Linked DNA regions of Mus musculus: region 2 is linked to region 1. The links are chromatin contacts, called in public HiChIP or PLAC-seq maps. All regions are on one chromosome and are shown on one strand. Each heading gives the region's core, a stretch centred on a gene start, on an enhancer-like site or on the middle of the called end of the contact. The rest is flanking DNA. Distances are from core to core; before and after follow the strand shown. Region 1 holds the start of Pdxk (pyridoxal (pyridoxine, vitamin B6) kinase). Region 2 overlaps Agpat3 (1-acylglycerol-3-phosphate O-acyltransferase 3).

Region 1 (7,194 bases), core at 2,654-5,153:
GTCCTCTAGGATTAGCACTGGGACAAACTTCAGGGTCCCAGCCCAAGGCTACATTCTCCATCTTCCCTCCACCCCACCCCACCCCCTTTTTTTTCCGAGACAGGGTTTTTCTCTATAGCCCTGGCTGTCCTGGAACCCACTCTGTAGACCAGGCTGGCTCCAACTCAGAAATCCGCCTGCCTCTGCCTCCCAAGTGCTAGGATTAAAGGCGTGTGCCACCACTGCCTGGCTATCCTCTCTCTTGCTCTGCTTCCCCATATTCAGTAATGTGAATGAGATCTGCACTCCAGGTTGTACAGTAAGAATATATACACCCTGCCTCCACTAGCACAGCTCTGGACCCAGGGGTGTTCCTCTTGAAATAGCTCCTCAAAGACTGGAGAGTGCTGGCCCCAGGCCACCATAGACACTGCCAGTGCCAGCCCCACTGTGCTCACTGAGCCTCTCCATGTTGGAGTGTCCTCCATCTCTACTTTCCCCTGTCCAGGGCTGCACAGAGGTGTGGTGAACTGCCAAGAGTCCACATGGACCAGGATGGAGTCCCTAGGTCAGTAAGCACCTCTCAAGACCCCTCCCCTGACCCTTACCTGCTGCAAAACCCTGGAGAGAAGGCCCTGTACCCTCAATGGGCAGCGTGTAGTAGAGCATGCCCTAGATGTGGGGGGCTGCAGGTGAGCCGACCCTGAGGGTATGACCACAGCAAAGCTAGTCCTGACTTGTCTGCTGGGCAGTGGCTGGGATAAGGAAAGAGATGCTGTGGTGGTATGAATACATCTGGTCCCCAGGGACTCATGTGTATCAATGCTTGGCACACAGGAGGTGGCACTATTAGGAGGTGTGGCCTTTTTTGGACGGAATAGATGTGGCCTCGTTGGAGCAGAGCAAATGTGTCACTGTGTAGATGGGCTTTGAGGTCTGTTCAAGCTCCACCAAGTGCAGAAGAGCACCTCCCCCTGGCTGCCGGAGGAATAACTTCTGCTACCTTTGGATCAAGATGTAGAACTCTTGGCTCCGCCAGTACCATGTCTGCTTGCAAGCTGCCATGCTTCCTCCCATGATAATGGACTGAACCTCTGAAACTGTATGTAAGCCAGCCTCAATGAAATGTTTTCTAAGGGTTGCCTTGGTCATGTCCCTTTACAGCAACGAAACCCTAAGACAGATGCCCTCCTACCATCCCTTGTCCCTTGCCACCTATGGCAGGAGGGAGAGCTGATCCCAGGGTCATGAAAGTAAAAGAACTGGCCCTGTCTCTCACAGGCTGTAACACTCAGGAGAGTGGGCCCTGCACCTTGCCTGGGCAGCATGATAGAGCTGGCTCTGGTTACAAGGGTTGCAGGTGAGCCATCCCCAGTGCCTGAGAGCAGAAGAGCTAGCCACACCCCTCATTTGCTCCACTCCAGGAGAGAGCCAGCCCTGCATCTCTCCTGGACAGCACAACAGAGCCATAGCTGAAGGCAGGAGAGCCCTCCTCCTTGCTGGCTGCTCTGTTGGATGGGTCAGCTAGGGCAGGGAAAAATAGCTCACCTCCGTGGTGTGGGTATAGTGGGCTGACCAGCTCAGGTACCTCTCAGGCCCAGATCCAGGGCTTTGAATTGGCCCACCTTAGCATCTACCCCATCCATGAGCTGCTGGAGTGTGTGATGGAGCCGGTCCCATAGATCAAAACTACAGGATCTCTATGACACAGGGCAACAATGGGGAATCTGAGGGGAGTCCCAGTGTGGTTTCAGTATGGATGGTGTAGCAGAGGCCCTCCCTGTACCTGACAGACTCATTGCAATGAACGTTTACAAGCAAAGTCGGTGTGGACATAAGGATACACTGTGGGACTCACTACAGCTTCCACAACGAGATTGTTTGCCCTTCTTTTTTTCCACTGTTGGGGGGAGGGAGGTTGAAAGGGTGGGTACAGGGGGAGAGATGAGTGGGATTGGGGAGCATGATGAGAAATTCAATAAAAAGGGAGGAGGAATGAGAGAAGGGGAAGGGATCCCCTCCCTTGAGCAGTTGGAACCCCATATCTTCAACCTGAATAAGGACACTGAGCCCTTGGTGCAGTCTAGAGGACAGAGGACCAGGGGACCCAGGGACAGTGTGCTGGGTGAAGGAAGAGTACCAGCAAGTGGAAGAGGCAAGCAACGCAGGACACGGGGTCTCAGAAGCCGGCACACCTCTGCCCAAGGTGAGGGAACTGCATGAAGCTCAGCCTGGCCCCGCCCTCCCTGGCTGTCCCTCCTTCAGGACTCTGCCCCTTTGCTCCTTAGTACAGTCTTTTTTTGAGAAAGGGTTTCTCTGTGTAGCCCTGGCTGTCCTGGAACTCACTCTGTAGACCAGGTTGGCCTTGAACTCAGAAATCCGCCTGTCTTTGACTCCCAAGTGCTGGGATTAAAGGCATGTGCCACCACACCCGGCTCCTTAGTACAGTCTTACTTCAATGACCTTGTTACCCCAATCCTGGCCCCTTAAGCTAGAGAGCAAAGGTAAAGAGCATGAAGCACCAGACCAGTGCATTCTGGATAGAACAAGAATGCCTACACTAGACCGTGTGGGTGAAGCACTGTTTATCAACCAACAGGCGCTCAAACACTCAGCAACTGCCCTTGCCTACAGACTTTGATCTCCTATGCTGTATAATAACAATCAATTGCTCTATTTGTCTGGCAAGCAAGCCTGATTCAGGACAGTCCTCTATTGTCCTTAAATGCAGTTCCAGCCACCTGTTTTCCTTCCAAGTCCTTCTTTCAGGTCCATGGTAGCCAGAGGCTACACCCTAACATCTCCCAGGAATCAGTTTAATGGCTAGACATGAGCGGAAGGGGAACGGGGACCTGCCACCCTGCTCAGTGACCAGCCAAAAAAGATACATTGCAAGAGGCCACCACCTGGTTGCCCAGGCCAGCCCAATCTTCCTGCTGGACCGGCCAGGCAAGGAAGCTCCAGTCAGCTGATATTGCCTATGACCCCTATTCTAATGCCCATGACAACCTGGTTCCCTCCAAGGGCAACCAGTCACAAGCAGGAAGCACCACCTGCCAGAAATGATCAGAGATAGCCTCATTCATCACACATCTCACAGGAGATAGGATCTGGGAAGAAAAGGCTACAGCCCTTCTAACAGGTTGCTTCCAAAGCCAAACTCAGCAAACTATGCTGTCTTTTAGGAATAAAAGCAAGCACGCGGGAGGTGCAGAGTTCCAGCCCCATCTCTGCGGGTGACAGACCACCCTAAGAGTGTTCAGACCCAAGCGTGGGCCCAGCTTCCTCCTTGGTCCAAGTTCATAGAATGGGTAGAAGCAGAACGTGGATGTCTGCAGAGAGCGAGCAATCACTAGCCAATGTGTCTACCAAGAGGCTCTCCGCGCTCCCAAAGGAAAGGATTCTCCCAGCTCAGCATTTTAACGCTTCGGGAAGCCCCTGCCCACTGTTGGTCAGGCAGACGGAAGCAACAGGGACCCTCAGGCGCTACCGTGTGCGCCACAGCCGGGCAGGGGGCTTCGTGCCACCTGCACCACCCCGCTGTAAGCTCCCCAGGGTAGTCCACGCCCCCGGCCTGCCTGCGCCAGGATCTGCCCTCAGCGCGCCCAGCGCTCAATAGGGACCCAAAAGGATGGCCACAGGGGGCCAAGGTCATTAGTCGGAAAAGGCCACGCAGCGAACCCGTAGACCCGCAAGTGAGCAGCCCGGCCCGGTTACATAAGCAGTGGAGCGCATACCTGCAGAGGGAACATGGCCGCTCTGTTACCCACGTAGCCACGGACAACATGGCTCTGGATGGAGAGCACCCGGCATTCGCCCTCCATGCCGGGAAAGCTGTAGTGGCGCGTGGTCCAGGTGGTGTCACAGGCTGGGGTTGCTCAGGCCGCTCGCTCGGATTCTGCTCCGAGCGCTTTAAGCACGCGCAGTCGCTAGGCTTGGACGCGCTCCCCGCCTCCTCTGACCTCAACAGGCCGGCTGCTAACCCGCGAGTCCCGCGCGGCGAGGGGCGGGCTGAAGGCGGTGCCTCACGCAGGCCCCGCCCCTCCGGGCAACGGGACCTGTGGAATCCAGCACATGAGCTCCTTCCTCTGTGCTCCATCACGTGGCCTCACATCCCTTTTTGCAGATCTGTCTGTGCGTCAGGGGGTTCGCCTGTATCACACTCCACAGCACGGTACTTTCAGTACACACTGTTCCACCTCCTTGGCCCGCGGCGCTGATCACTCCATGGGTGGCATACTCCGGAGCTGCTGTCCAAAGAGTTTCCACTGAGCTCCAGAGCCTGAAGACCCTCAGAGATCAGGAGATCCTTTCCAGCCACGCGGCCTGCGTGGAATCCCAGACCCAGTAGGGCTCACAGGCATCTGATCTCAGGCTACCCTGAGTCAGGAGTCACGTGCCCCTTCTCAATATAATAAGAGATCTTCTCTAGGCTCAAGTCTGCTTAGAGCCACTCATGGGGACAGATTTGAAGGGGCTGCACTGGTCTTCCCCTCTTCACTACCCACCAAGTCCTCTCAGTCCTAGGGAAAGCGCACCTCTCTTCCTGTCCCATCTCCAGACCTACACTTGGCACTCCTGTGGTCACGGACACACCAGGGTCACAGATCAGTGGCACAGGCCAGTATGTCAAGTTTGCTTTATCTTGGTGAGAGAGAGTACTGGGGACCAGATCTGCTCTGAAGAGAAAGGAACATTCCCATTGCTTGGGGAACAGATCAGAAAAAGGAAGTGGTTTTGAGGCTCCGTTGGTGGGGTGCATACCAAGGCCCCAGCACCAGAAAAGCTGTAAAGAAGAACCAAGTTGTTAGGAAGGCTTGACTGGAATCAACTAAATGGAAGTACATTGGAGGAATAATTAATTGCTTGCTGATAGTAACGTTTGCTGGATACTATGTATGTGCTAAACATTTCTTGTAACTGAATCTTGCTAGCCTGGAGCAATGGTGTACATTTATAATCCCGGCATTTCTGTGTTTGTGTATGTGTATAGAAGACCTCTGGTGTTATACTTAGGGAGGGGCAATTCACTTTGAGCTTTTCTTTAGCTTTTTTGAGACAAGGTCTCATGATGTCTCTCTCCCTGATCCAGCTCACTATCTAAGCCAAGCTGGCTTTGAACTCAGAGACCCACCTAACTTGAGTGCCAGGATTAAAGGTGTATGCCACCACACCTGGAACTGCCTTGGATTTATTTTATGTATTCATTTACTTAGATACCCTACTAGGACCCGGAAGTTCTCTCTTAGTTTGTCTAGGCTTCCTGGTTATGAAGCCCCTGGGATCTACCTGTTTCTATTCCTCATTGCTGAGGTTACAAATGCTGTTCTAACCAGGCAGTGGTGGCTCACACCTTTAATCCCAGCACTTGGGAGGCAGAGGCAGGCAGATTTCTGAGTTCGAGAATAGCCTGGTCTACAGAATGAGTTTCAGGACGACTAGGGCTATACAGACAAAACCTGTCTCAAAAAATAAAAACCCAATAAATAAATAAATTCTGTTCTTTTGTTTGTTTGTTTAGGCAAGGACTCACTATGTAGTCCTGGCTGGACTCGAACTTGCTATGTACTCTGAGTTGGTCTCAGAATCAGATCTACCACTCTTCACCCCCTGAGTACTGAGATTAAAGGGGTGTGCCACCGTGCCCGGGCAAAAAGTTTTAAATTTACATTTGTATTTAATTCAAGTGCGAGTGGTGCACACACACGCCACGGTGCACATGCGGAGGTCAGAGGACAACTTGCAGGAGGAGTTGGTTCTTTCCTTCCACCGTGTGGGTTCCAGGAATCCACAAATCCTGGTTTTGTGCCAAGCGCTCTCACCTTAGTCAATTACTTGCTCCCTGGATTACACAATTTTTTTAAACCTTTGACATCTTAGTGATTCAGTTGTTTTTTGCTTGGCATGCTGGGTCGAGGGAGGGTTAAGAAGAAACTCTAAAGGACAGCTCTTGAATGGTTGACATTGTCACTGTTAATAAGAATAAATGTGACTCAGAGCTCATATGTCCTTCTGTCCCCTAGCCCAGGGAACTGTGGGGCGTTTATACGCAGCTCTCAGATTCTGCAGGACACCTTCAGACAGGCAGTGCGTGGAGCCCAGAGCTGAGCCTCAGTTCTCCTGCATAGGCTTGCCTCCTCTGTGGGTCATCTGAGGACTTGGATTTAGGGATTGAATGTGGACAGAGCTCCCTGGCATAAGGCTCCTGCAAGCAAGTGGCCTTATTCAGGATTTCTGTCCCTTCATTTTTTTTTTTTTCCTCTTTCTGCTCATTCGGCATGGAGTAGCCTCAGGCCTTTGCCACTCTGTGTTGAGCCTTCTGTAACGTGACATGGACTAGAGTGTGGCCAGACTGCAGTGTGACTCCAGGAGATCACAAACCAACTAGCATTTCTCCCTTAGTCCCAGTGCAGTCAGGAAGTAGTCCCTGCTTTGCCTTAGCACATTCTCTGCTGAGTGGGGTTGGTTTGTGGCAGGATTTCCCTATATAATTCAAACAGGCTTCAAACTCAGATCCCTGCCTTGGTCTCCAATATTTGGTGACAAGAGTCACTGACTATGAAACCTAGACAGGACCTTTCCATAAATCTAAAGGACATTATAGCCCCTTGGTGGACTCTGGCAGCCCTGAGGTAGTCCAGCTCTGGGGGTGCAGGGGAGCTATGACCTTTCTGTGGCAAGTGCCTCGCTGATGGGCTGCTTACCATGACTTTTCCAGTATTAGCCTCCTGGCTCTCTCAGGAAGCTAGCCTAGAAAAGGCCTTTATTTCAGCTCTAGGTAAGGCAGACAGACAGACAGACAGACACCCCCCCACACACACACACTGACAGTATCAGGATGTGAATCCCTACAGCTTGAGAGGCAGCCCTGGCAGTTCAGAGCAGCTCTGAGTAACAAGGCCAGCATGATCTCTAGGAACACACGAAGGAGCCGGTCCACACCCAGTCAGGGCATGGAGCCAGGCACTGTGGGGATGCAGCACATCCCAACAAATCACCATTCCCAACAGGCCCTGCAGCTGAACAAGGACAAACCTCTCTCTGAAGATGTGGGTATAACCTAGGACCTAAGAGGTCAGGACAGTCTCAGGTTGCATCCATGGGGGATGGGGGGAGCTAGCACAGCAAGCAGACAGAGCACTGGAGGAAATTTTGCTTTCTCCATCCCCAACTACATACTGTGTCTCTCTGTAAATGAAACCTGAGACAAGCCAA
Region 2 (7,194 bases), core at 2,942-5,441, 180 kb before region 1:
AAGGTGGACATCAAGTGTAAGCTATGGTGCACATTCAGTCTTGCCCACCCCAGGCCGGCCTACGGAAGAGCTCCTATGAGATCTACTGCTGCCCAGGAGGATGTGGGATGCCCCAAGGATGAGGAGGGGCACTGTGGTCAGGAGCTCAGAGGGCAATCAGCAGCTGACTGCAGCAGCATCTCCACAAGAATGAGGAGGGTCACTGCAACTCAGAACCCAGCCTCTACCTGCCTGCATCTCACAGGCCATGACAGATCCAGGATGAGGCGGGACCACAGCATTACCTGGCTTCTCCACATGGTCACCTTCATAAGGTCAGGGCCAGAAGGTTCCATGCTAAGAGCTTTTGTTCAGCGTAGAGTTTGAATATAAATGAGGTCTGGCAGGAAGCACACGAGGGCAGGCATCCTGCATGGGTGCCATGGTCTGCAGTGGGATGACTACGGCCAGGCATCTGAGGCAGGTGGACCAGGATGTAACTGCCACATGTGGGATGGCGGCAGGAAGCACTTCTGGCTCTGGCCACTGCTTCATGAGAGAGCCCCAGGACCCCCTGAAAAGAACTGATCCCTGGGGATGGAGCCAGGGCATGCTGCCAGCCTCAAACACAGAGCCCACAAATAGGGTGAGGCCCTGGGCACACAGGAGTTCTCACTTAGTCCCAGGAGGGGTGCCAAATGGTGTAGCTGCTTTGGAATACTGCAGAGGTTGGGGTCCTTAATGTTTTCCAAACACATTAGCATGTGGCCAGAAGAGCATCCCATATGTGTGCCCTAGAGCCATTCGTGTGTCTACATGAGAACTCACACAGGGTGGCTCTGCCATTAGAGAGTGGTGACAGTCATCATCCTCCAGTCTAGCACAGGCTATTACCCAGTCACATGACAGAAGGAAGTTCTGAGGCCTGGGCACCCAGGAAGTCCCCAAGGATATGCTCTTCAGTTGCCGTGTACCCATCTCCCCATCTCTGCTTGAGGCCAGGCTGATGCTAACTGGCTTCTCTGCCCCTCCCAGGGCGTGCTCAGAAAGCCTCACGGGGGTACATCTGACTTTCTAGCGCGTCTCCCATGATAGCTGAGGGGCTCTGTTTCCTTTCCTCTCTGGATTTGGTGTGTGTGCTGTTCTGGAGTCAGAGTAGCACCAGATTCAGGAGTCTATAGTTTTAGCTTTTATCTGTCAACACTGGAGTGGTCTTGCCACCAAGTCATGTTGCACGTGTGGGGTTTGTAGTTTGCTCTCTGTGCAACAGCTGTCACCTTTTGAGTCAAGCTGAGAAGGGGGATCAGGCAGACTGGAGTCACTGGCTTCTAGGTAGGGAGAGGATAAGGGTGCAGAAATCCTGTGAGATGGTACGTGCCCTCTCCTGTGGGGTAGCACACACCATCCTGTACCCCCTTCCTGGGGCATTGCTGTCCCTTCCTGCCTCTTCCATGCCTCTGCCGCACAGGCAGGTGTAAGCAGTTATAGACTTTTTCCCCCCACTTAGAACTGCATTTGGAAGAGGGTTCTCAGATACAAAAAGGCTACTCATTTTCTTGGTGTCTGTGTGGGCACACCGAGGATGGGATATGGCCAGGGCTAGCATCCATAAGACGACCTGGTTAGCTTTGGGCCCATATAAACAAGAGATGGTGAGGATGCCTGTGAGGCATAGGCACTGGCAGAAATCTCGGGGCTGTGTCCTTGTCCTGTGGGAACTGAGTCAAACTGGCATCATGTAAACTGCAGGTAGCTGCATCCAGGTCCAGGCCCTCCCCGGTGCATAGGCTGGGAGTAAGTGGCTGTCTGTCCACGTAGATGTGGAGAAGGGATCTCATGTATATGTGCATTCATGCACTAGTACGTTCTGATGCATAGGTAGCACTCACACACTTGCGCCAAAGGGGCACCCTTGTTTTTACTTGCACCCTGAAATGTGAAGAGGGACATTCAGTACCCTGTGCTGGTGGCCGGTTACAGATCAGTGGGCCTATTTTTATCTCGCTTTTGCTGGTCTGAAAGCACCCACCGTGCTGTGTTAGACCCTCCTTTTGTGTGAGTCACACAGCTTGATGTGGAAATATCATGTGGTTGAGCCTGGTAAAGTTACTCTGAGCACCTGTTCACATGACCCTGGAAGGGTATGACCTCAGGGAACCAGAGATGCACCCGGCTCTGTTCTGCAATGGAGTGCCAGGTGTGGCCCTGTCCTTGAGAGCCCTGGCAAGAGAAGCTTCCCCCCACCTCCGTGCCCCCCGCCCCAGAAGCCCCTGCACGATGCCCTTATGGGCGAGGACACTTACGGCTCCAGAGCGAGTAGGCCAAGCGGCAGTTGATACGGCGGTATAGGTGCTTGCTGATGGGCCAGAGGGCCAGTGTGCACAGCTGGGTGAAGTTGATAATTAACCCGCTCACCACGAAGACGAAGCCAATGAGCAGGTGCACCACGAACTGGGTCTTCAGGTAGGCAAGCAGGCCCATGGTCGCTGCTCAGGGGCGGCCGCACGGTCCTTCACTGAGAACAGCCGTCCTGGAAACACAGAGCTCAGGTCAGTGTGTGTGGAGACAAGGCATAGGCTTGTGGTCTGGACAACACGGCCCTCATTCAGGACATGGGTAGGAGATGCGCTGTTTTGCCTGGTTTAGAGAGAGGCTGCCCCTGGAAAGCTGATGGACAAACACTATGCATCTTATGCAAACATCACACGTGAACACCCCCCCCCACCACCACACACACACACACACACACAGGGAGTGACTTAGAGCACAGGAAGGCTGAATGAATGGCCTATTCAAGGGGCCAGCAGGAGATCTCAGTGTTGACTTTGAGGCCTGAGTCTATGCTCATGTCCCAAGGCCAGGGTCTGCAGGCCATGTACCCCGACACCTCAGTGACCTTAAAGTTCCTCCCTACACCATGCAGGACAGATCCGCATAGACCTGAATATATGAGGTGGCTGAGGGTCTCCACAGCCATCACATGACACTACCCTAGCTATGATAGCTCTGACCCAGCAGCCCCAGGGGAAATGACAGCCCTCAGCACACCATGCTCATGTTCATGTCACAGGCTCTATCCTGTGCCCCTCCCAGTGGCTTTGCGGCTCTATAGCACACCTTCGATCCCACACCCTGGGCCCCAGGGAGAGACTATGATTTTCAAGATTGAACTTCAGTGAGGTCTCACATACAGTCACTATGTACTCAGCTTTGGGTGACAAAACTCAGTGACCAGAAGCTGGGCAGTGGTGGCGTACACCTTTAGTCCCAACACTTGGGAGGCAGAGGCAGGTGGATTTCTGAGTTTGAGGCCAGCCTGATCTACAGAGTGAGTTCCAGGACAGCCAGGGCTACACAGAGAAACCCTGTCTCGAAAAAACAAAAACAAAAAAACAAAAAAACAAAAAAACAAAACAAAAAAACAAAAAAACAAAAAAAAAAAAAAGAAAAGAAAAGACTCAGTGACCAGGTGGCCACCGCCACTACACACAGAAGGAGCCATGCAGGCTGGCTCCACCCCAGGCCCTGGCTGTGCCCATCACTGTTCTGGTAGCTTGGCTTTGCTTCTTTCCCAAGGCATAGGATGGGATGGATGGGCTGGCATCAGAATGCTGAGCTTGGCCCTGCTGGGGTACAACAGCAGCACTGTGTCCCCTGCTAAGTCCTCAGCTGTCCCTCCGTCATAATGACCCCCACCTGTTCATGCTCCAGCTGTGAGGATGGCTTTCATTGAGCATCCCACTCGATCAACCGCCCCTGTGCTGTGCAGTAGAGGAGGTTTCCTGCTCTACCTGCTGGAGTCTCAACTAGAGAGTTGTGCAGAACCCGTGGTGAGCCTATACCAACCTCAGTATTCCGTCCCTAGAGTGCGTTGCCACCTACCACATCCACCTCTGGATTTCTGGTGTCCCTGGGTCTAGCCAAACCTGAAGGGGGCAGATAGACTTAGCCAAATGCTAGCCTGGAGCTCAACTCAGGCACCAAGACCACATCTCTACATCATAGCCCAGGATATCTCGTTTAGCTTCATAGCCTCGTCATCCACATAGAACCGTCTAACACACTGTCCTAGAAGGCCATCTGACATGTGTCTGTGCTGCAGAGCATGACCTCAGTCATCACTCTCTAGTCCCCAAGTGTTCCAGTGACAGACACGGGGCTTGCTTCCTCAGTGCTGGCTGCACCCATTTCTAGGACTGTTTCCTTAGTGCCTTCTTAAAACTTCAGTGCTGTCCGCAGGAATTCCACTCAGCCTTTGTGCCAGCTCCTGCTCTGCTCTGCTCTTGGCTACAAAGTTTCTGGTTCACCAGGGCAGGGAAGTGTGGGAAAGGCCTGCATTGAATGACCACAGTGTTGGTCCAGGTGCCTTCAAAATAAGTCTTTTTGTTTTTTTAAGGCACAGTCTCACTATGTAGCCCAGGCTAGTCTAGGACTCATAAAGATCTGCCTGTCTTTGCCTCCAAAATGTTGAAGTTTGAGGCATACAGTGCCACGCCCAGCAAGTTTTTAAAAGTCTTGTGTCCTAAGACCGTTTCAAGTTGACACCTACATTTCAGATCCGAGTTTAAATGTGCAGGGTATCCTGGTGTGCTGGTAAATTTGACTTTTAAAAGTGGAGCTTTAATCTTATAAATGCAACCACAGACCAGCCTAGAGATCCCGCATCCCCATGGTTGCTTCACAGCCTCTCTGCTGGCTCCCTGGCTGTGGATTTCCACTGCATAAAAACTCTACAGGATTTTATCACCAGGCAGCACACCAAGAGTCTCTTTGGCTTGAAATGATGCTTGAGAGCGTTTTATTGATTACTGTGACCTACTGTCCCAGCAAAACTGTGGACCATTTTAGCCTCCTTTGGACACTTCTGGCACACAGGCCCAGAGGTGAAGCATCTCAGACGTCAGAACTGCACAGGAACTGTCCTGTTTGTCGGGACCACCTATTTGTAAAGCTGTGATCACAACACCAGCTTGAACCCCCGGGTAGCACAGGACATCCAGCTGCACCCTGCAGATACCTCACAGCACTTCTTGGGATACATCTTATTCTCTTTTCTTTTTTTTAACCATGCACCTGATCCTGAAAACTCTGAGGTCTACACAGCCATCTGGGAACGCACCCCTCCACCTCAATGGGAAACTTCTTCATGGTCACTTTAGGTTCAAGGCTTTTGGCCAAGAAAACTCCACAGAGCTGATGGGCAGCTAAGAGGAGCTAAGAGGAGGTGCCTAGTGCTCCACCCCCAGGGGAGTGGTGCCTCCAGACACCCTTGGCATAAGAGCATGGTGCAGCTAATTACCACAATCCTTGCAGGGCATGTCTGAGAGCGGGCTGACCCTGACCATAAGACATGTCATCTGTGAATCTGCCGTTTCGTCCTGCAGTGGGATGGCCTTGTCAGACTCACAACCTCTTTCTCCCAAGGCCCTCTCAATCTCCTTGGATAGTCCTGCCCTGGCATCTGGTCCCCATTATGATCTCTGGGTACCGGTGTCATTTATTATTTCCATGTGACCTTTGAAGACTGGGTGTGACTAAAAGCTTAGACATGGTTTCTGGAGCCTAAATGACCAACAGCTGGAGGACAGAGTGGTCCCTAGAGCTCAAAGGTGGTTTCCTGGAATCTCCTATAACTCTCGTTTAGTTGAGTCAAGTGTGTTCCCAAGGCCAGTCTAGCATTAGAACATCTGGCCCCTGAAAGTAATACCGTTGCTTCCTGTGTTTCATGATGGCCCTTCACAGCCTGCCAGAACTCACACCTTCCTGGGTCAGAAGGTGGTGATAGGTGAGAGGCAAGCCAGCCTTGCCTTCCAAGGAACAGGCGGAGTGCTTGCCAGCTGGGGAGGAGGAAGCCATGGCTCAGCAAATCTGTGCTGATGACAGGGTTAGCCACACTCAACATCAGCACCAGCATCACTCCACGTGTGTCCTTGTAGGGGACTTACTCAAACCCTTAAATGTTACCACAGCTGGGCACCAGAAATTGAAGAGATGCTACTCCCAAAAGGATGTCCCTTTGGGAGGTCCAGGACCCTGAGCCAGACTCCCTTTCCATAGATACCACTCACTGAGAAGTGGGACGACCCATCCTTAGTTAACTTCGACCTAAGGGAGCCCTCAGTCTTGGCCTGAGATATCTGGGGCTCAGGGCATCATCAGGACACTGAACTTGCCAACCGCACACCAGGAGGACCTTACTCGATCCTCTGCCCTGACTGTTTCCTCACTAGGACTGAATTGAGTCACCCCCATGGGTAAACCCCTAGCACCTCAGAATACCACGGTACTTAGAGACGAGGGCTCCACAGGTGATAAAGGTAAGTGCTTTGTTTCTGATCTGATCACCCATGTGTTCTGCAGAGTAGGAATGAAGGCACAAGCCAGGTGAAGAGGCACCAGCTCTGCCAGCAACTCAGCCAAACTATGGGTCTCATCTCTAGAGTTCTGGGTCCCTAAATCAAACAGTGCAGCCCAAGGCCTGTGGACTTGCAAACACACAGGCTTTAGGCTCCCTAATCTGAGATCTGGGACACCTGTTGGTCCCTCTTCCCACAGCCAGCTTCCTGATCACATTCAGTCCCCATCCTCTGGGAGCCTTTCCATCATCCTTGGTCCTCTGCCCTGCTTCCCTGGGGACTACTTCCCAGCATGCCCTCTGTCTCTGTCTCTCAGTGCCCAACCTCCCTATACTTCACACTGGCTGGCTGAGGGGGAAGAGTCTCTCAGAGAGAGTGGCTGCCATTGAACAGGTGAACTAACAAAAGGAAGACACTGAACTATGGAAAATGAGTTGTTTGTGATGCTTGAGACAGGAGACTCAGTCACAAGGAAGACACCAGCATGTGGGTTTCAGTGATCAAACTCCAGTTTACAGAATAACACTGCCGTCACCGTCCTCTCTCCCTCCCGTTCACTCATGTTCAGTTCCCTAGCAAGGCCTGGATGCAGGGCAGGGGCAGGGGCAGGGGCAGGCTGTGTGAGGGGCTGGGCCCAGGGCATTCCCTGCATACCCCACCACCACCTTTGTTTTGTAGTTGGTGATCTGAGCTGGTCCAGAACTAGCAGATGCTGGAGAATTATTAACAGGAATGAGTAAGAGGGCATTCGGCAGCAGAGATGGCATAGTTAGTATCTCAAACTGTCTTAATTCAGGAGCAACATTCACTTTCATAAACAGCCAAGAACAAATAGATATTGCCCAAACCTTTCTGAGCA

Evidence for each region. HiChIP or PLAC-seq counts read pairs in DNA pulled down with a chosen protein or histone mark.
Region 2: an H3K27ac HiChIP or PLAC-seq map of double positive thymocytes shows a contact between it and region 1, with 6 read pairs. The contact joins the enhancer-like site here to the promoter of Pdxk in region 1. A contact is called at or near these places in 2 of 39 promoter capture datasets (the C10 cell line and embryonic stem cells), 1 of 484 Hi-C or Micro-C datasets (effector CD8 T cells), 4 of 115 datasets of contacts at active chromatin or transcription factors (the 230-238 cell line, double positive thymocytes and effector CD8 T cells) and 3 of 9 other capture datasets (adipose tissue, liver and pancreatic islet).

The regions. Positions count from the first base shown.
Region 1 is chr10:78,461,045-78,468,238 of GRCm38.p6, forward strand. Pdxk (pyridoxal (pyridoxine, vitamin B6) kinase) reads right to left here and starts at 3,904. Exons shown (of 11, transcript NM_172134.2): 1 at 3,717-3,904. The coding sequence starts at 3,803.
Region 2 is chr10:78,285,565-78,292,758 of GRCm38.p6, forward strand. It overlaps Agpat3 (1-acylglycerol-3-phosphate O-acyltransferase 3), which reads right to left. Exons shown (of 10, transcript NM_053014.3): 3 at 2,283-2,509. The coding sequence starts at 2,460. Among named protein-coding and RNA genes, the nearest start is that of Gm30122, 25 kb to the left of the region's middle. Within about 2 kb of position 4,192, at least 11 of the 459 cell types and tissues checked have an H3K27ac peak or open chromatin away from gene starts, as enhancers often do.